2 separate regions of the Rattus norvegicus genome follow, and region 2 is linked to region 1. The links are chromatin contacts, called in public Hi-C maps. All regions are on one chromosome and are shown on one strand. The core of a region is the stretch at or near the end of the contact, and the rest is flanking DNA. Distances in the headings are between cores, read along the strand shown. Region 1 has its middle 63 kb from the start of Dsc3. Region 2 holds the start of Dsg2 (desmoglein 2).

What was found. A called contact is a pair of places that touch in the nucleus more often than the background predicts.
Region 2: a Hi-C map of liver shows a contact between it and region 1, with 3 times the contacts expected there. The contact joins the promoter of Dsg2 here to the enhancer-like site in region 1. A contact is called at or near these places in 8 of 12 Hi-C or Micro-C datasets (the A7r5 cell line, Schwann cells, frontal cortex and 4 more).

The regions. Positions count from the first base shown.
Region 1 is chr18:11,624,286-11,626,985 of GRCr8, forward strand. No RefSeq gene overlaps it. Among named protein-coding and RNA genes, the nearest start is that of Dsc3, 63 kb to the right of the region's middle. Within about 2 kb of position 1,331, at least 3 of the 93 cell types and tissues checked have an H3K27ac peak or open chromatin away from gene starts, as enhancers often do. A contact at or near this core is called in kidney and liver, where this site is marked.
Region 2 is chr18:12,119,990-12,122,689 of GRCr8, forward strand. Dsg2 (desmoglein 2) reads left to right here and starts at 1,298. Exons shown (of 15, transcript NM_001427278.1): 1 at 1,298-1,480. The coding sequence starts at 1,421.

The DNA of each region.
Region 1 (2,700 bases), core at 81-2,580:
GATGCCCCACCCCAACAGAAATATTTAAGAATAAGAGACCGTCATTTCTCTGAATTTTGTAAATCCTCTCGAGACTTTTCTCCTCCATGCATTATGCAAAGACCATTTTAAAGTAGATCTGTTCCTTCTAGGAGTGAAGGACAGAGAGAATGAATGAATGCCACTTAAGGCCATTCTTTCTGCAGACAGAAGGAGCGTGCCCAACTCAGACATCTGTTGCCACGTTGCTCCTCAAAGCAGAGAGCTCAAGTCATTCATTCCTCCACTTGATTCATATCTCAGATGTCCACAGGATGGCAGCAAAGAACAATAAATCAAACCTGATCGCTTAATTTAAAATCAACCCGCAGAAGTGATTAATCAGACTTGAATCCCTTTCTGCCCAAGGCACGGTACCACTATCAAGTCTCCTCATGGACGACATGGGTGTGGGTTTAATTGCACCCGTATGTGGCCGCAGTGACAGCTCACCAAGAGATTTTCTTTTTCTATTTAATCCAGTAAACAATGAGGCAGAATCTGTCCTTTGTGCTTTCAGTTTATTAATCCCACAAGCTTATTAATCAGCACATAAACCTGTAGTAAAAATAGCATTCCACAGAGGTGTGGAAGATGTACCTGTGACAGCCTGTGACAGCCCTGGGCTTGTGCTTTCTTTTTTCTGTTTGTATCAGCTCAGTTTGGCTCACTGACATTGGCTTATTCCCAGTTACCCCTTGCAAACAAGATGTAATTTACCTCCAAGCTCCATTAATGATCTAACCAATGTTAAGTACTTCCTGCAGCCTTAAAATGGCAATGTGTGATGTTAAAAATACTTTTAGGATTGGAACACTAATGTTCGAGAATTCACCATTGGTGGTTTGGGTTTATCTTAGGTTAAATTTATTTCCTATTTCTATAGGTAATCTACACTCACTTCACATGGTATTTCTCTCCTGGGTGTTGTGTGACAGAAATGTTCCTAGGGGGACACAATACACACATCCACTCACTCTGATCCCACACTCCGATCCCACAACACATCAAAGTGTGGGCACCACCAGAGTCCGACCTAGTAAGCCAATGCATTTGTTGGAGTTATTTACAGGAATATGGGTGAGGGGTTACTCATAGGGACACAAATGACTCACAGTTGTATCACCAAAGCTCACCATAGCACAGGTGACAGACAGTTCATAAAGACTGGGAACCTGGATCTCACTGCACAGCCTGCAGGCAGCTCAGTGGGTTGAAGAGTATCCTTTCCGAGTGACTCTACTCAAAGCCTTTTCCAGGCAGCTGGACTGGTGTCTTCTTTGAAGCTCAGTTCCACTTCATTGGAGAGGGACTCTTGGCTTTTATTACTAACTCTGGCAGGGAGGAGCCTAGTCAATCTGGCCAGTTCCAGGAATCTGGCTAGCTTCCTGAAGCTAGTTTGAGTTTTTTAACCTTCCTGTTTAATGATCGTCGGCAGGATAGAATGTTTCAATGGAGAGATTGATACAGCACTGACTTACAAATAATATCGAGCATGCTCTTCCCCTGTGGAATGGCCATAAGAAAGTGCTGCACTGTAAGGTCTCCATCTGGGAATCCCACAACCCTCCCTTTGAGGGGAAAAGGGAATCTCCATACTATTTTTTTTTTTTTTTGAGCCAAGGAAATATTCCCTGGGGACTTGTAGGGGTGGGCTAGTACCTTTAATCAATTCAACGTTGTAAATGCTGCTACTAAAACTTGTTTCCACATATGACTGAAACCTAAAATCAATATTTTCTTGCAAGAATCATACCATCTCCCACACACAACATTGACAGTTTGGTGCCAGAAATGCTGGCTACTTAGCTGTAACCCAAAACATTAACAGAGTAGAAATTCCAACAAATTACAAAAAAATCTATTTCAGTATTATCTGAAAAGTTTCTTCATGTGCTTCAACTAATATAAGTCACTCAATTTGTCTTAAAATATTTCAGTGCATGAAAATTTGTCCATCCTGTAACAGGAGCAAGGAAAACTACAAAATTCATCGATATAGAGTGCCATCTAGTGGTCATACATTAGATCACGCTTTAGACTCAAAATGGGTCTGCATTGATTCTATCTAGGGCTAGATCTAGAGCGTATCATCAATGAATTCAAATTTACACCATTCTGCCATAATAAACATTGTTAGAGGCGGGACCTGGTGGGGAAACGTTTGAGATGTAAATAAATAAAATAATTAAGTAATAATAAATATTGGCTTAGGATGGGCATGGAGTTGCACATTTGGACTTCCTAACACTTGGGAGGTAGATGCAAGAGGGTTAGAAATTTAAGGTTCTCCTCAGCTACACGGAGAGTTTGAGGGGCATGTACATCCCTTTGATATTGACTTGGTACCTTGTTACATGCTAGTAAACATGGATGGATAGCGTCGTGGCATATTCACCAGAGAAGACGGCTCAGACAGGGTTGTATGCCAAAAGAAGGTCTTTATTAGCCTGCCAGTGACTACAATGGGTACTTGGGACCCCACTGTAGTACTGAACGTTTCTCAACAGGGAGATTTTAAGCACAAGAAGACATGTTCTGGATTGACACACTTCACTTAACAAGAACAGTTAGCCGGAAGTGGAACTACAGAGGCCCAAAGCAAGGTTGATACATTGAGAGACCTTTCCAGAACTGTGGACTTTGATGGGTCAGGCCTGTGTTTTTACTTCGGCAGGCCGT
Region 2 (2,700 bases), core at 48-2,547, 500 kb after region 1:
TCAGCCTAGTCCCCAACTCCTATACCAACCAGCCACCATATAAGGAACAGAGAAAGATGGCCAGCGACTAAACTGTAAATGAGAGGATATGCTATTGCAGACTCGGGGAGAAAGGGGCTTAGAGATGATGGTGCTGAACTGTAAAAATATGTCAGCTTGAAACTGAGACATGACTCAGTTAGTCCAGCTAAATTTCGTGACAAATTGGTCTGTTTCCTGTAAGCCCTCTTGGCATAGAGCCTTCCACTACCACAACAGCAGCCAGAAATAAGCAGAAATGTTAATAGGATATGAGAATTAAAACTTACAAAGACCACCCTCCCACTAGCTAAAGATTACGGCAAACACCGTTATTTGCTGTGTTCGTTCCAAATGTATGTGTGCAGATAACTAACATGAATATTCACATATGTTGAACATTTGCCTGAGTGTTTTCCATAATACTTTGCTTTTTACATGCAACAGGGACTTTTCCAATCTGTGCGGACACCCACCTTCAGTTTCTGCTCTCCAAGACTTCGTTTAACCAGGCCTGGTAACACACCAGTGATCACAGAACTAGGCAAGGAGGATGAGGCAGGAGGATCTCAAGTGTGAGGACAGCCTGGGTTCACAAGCAAGATTATGTCTAAATAAGAACAACAACAGAGCTCAATTTAACGCTTACTCACTCTTGCAAAAATATTGTTTTAATTTCAACAACTATCACTGAGTCCTTAAGAGCTGGCCACTGCATATGAATTTTCTAATTTTATTCGTACAGTAATCCAATGCTGGGTAGTCACTAATCTCGTTCAACAGATCAAAGACCTGTCTCTTTTGCCCTACTGTGAGTCTTCTACGCTCTCCTCACAGAGCCAGAAAAGTTGCAAACCGGCCGAATAGGGCCACAGAGACCAGGTGAGAGGCCTTTAAAAGAGACACTACTGAAGCCACGCTCACAACAGCAGGCCCCACGCCACGTGGCCCGCGTGTCTCCACGTCGTCCACCTGTGCTTATTCCCATAACCCCCAGCCCTTTATCACCGCAGCCTTGTGATCGTGGGTCGAGTCCTGCTCCTTAGATCCTCTGTCTTGGGGTCTGGACAGTGTCTAGAAAGCTCTGCAAGGGAGGTGATCCCGGAGGAGGAGGGGACACGTCGGGGCGGGGCCAGCCACCCAAGGTCCCCTGCGGGGGACGTCACCGGCCCCAGGTGCGGAGGGCGGGAACTGCCTCGCACCTCCTGGCAGAGCGAGCGCTTTCCCCTCCTCCATCCAGACTGCGGCCCGGCTCCCGGCTACCCTTTCTGACCCGGCCACACCTGGAACCGCACCCCGGGCCGGGCGGAGGCGGAGAAGGGCGGCCCCGGGAGAGACCTGGCCCGGAGGATCGGCGGGACTCTGGCAAGGCCCGGCGGCAAGGGCGCGGCGAAGCGAGGCGATGGCGCGGAGCCCGAGCGGCCGGTGCACCCTACTGCTGCTGTTGCAGCTGCTGGCGGTGGTAAGTGCAGTGACCCCCGCGCCCTAGCCAAGAAGGCACCGCTGTCCCCGCAGTGGGACAGCGCAGGGCCCAACATAGGGCGGGCGAGCAGGGTGGGCGCGCGCTCAATCACTCTCTCCCTGTGACCGTCACACTCAGGTCCCAGTGACCTTTCCTAACTGGGATCTGTGAGTGCGGTGAGCCCCTTGCAAGGAACCCTCTTCCTAGGGGCCCAAGGCTTTGTTTGGAGCCTTCTGAGAAACATGGAGGCAGTGGGAAGCCCCACGCGCACCCTCTTGCAAGTTCGCTAAAGTTCCCGCAGCCTCCAGCTCCTCCAGCTACCGATAGTCAGTGAACCGGGAAACCAGGAAGCACCCGAGTTCCTAGAGTGAATAATGACAACTAAAAATGCCTACTCTAAAAGTATTGTTTACAGAGTTTAAAGTTCTACTCTTAAAAGTACCTTGGTTACCCTCCTGAGCTGATAGTACTTTCCCGGTATTTAAATGAATGTATGTAATAGGTTTTATAATTTAGAAGGAAAGCGAAGTCACTCTCATCAAAGGAATGGCCTATTTGAAAGAAAGGGTTTTCCACACGAGAGGTTCAGACCCAAGGTCTAGATTTCTTTCGTACGTTTGGTTTCTATGCTTTACTTGGATTTTAAGTGGCCGTGTTTGTTTGTTTGTTTGCTTGCTTGCTTGCTAACGAAATTGCATATAATTTAGGAATGAATGCCTGTGACTTACCGAGATTTGCCAACTAGGTTTTGGTAAATTGTGGGATCATATCTCAGAGACTTCACCAATAGGTTCAGAGATATTAGACACAAAATGATACCCTATTTTCTTACATCATGATTGAAATTTAAGAAGTAATTGTATTCACTCTACTGGAAGTTCTTCCTCTAAACATTTAGAGCTGTGGCTGTGGGAGAGGAGAGAAAGACAGACAGACAGAGAGGAGTTACAGTAGGAGAGAGAGGAATGGGATCCTGAGTGGTGTGGTACCGGTGGAGAAAAACAATAGGTTTGTTGTTGCCCTTGTTGTTTTAAGGAAACACAGAAGGAAAATGAGTAAATTCAACAAAAGATTTCCCTGAACTCCCTTTCCACAGTCAGCTTGGTAACAAGGAACTACAGGCCGCTGGTGCAGCCTGTTTCATGCTGTTTGGTTTTGCTCCGCCAATGTTGCTGAGGTCATTTTTCATGAGATATTTCTATGACCTAATCTTGGGCTTT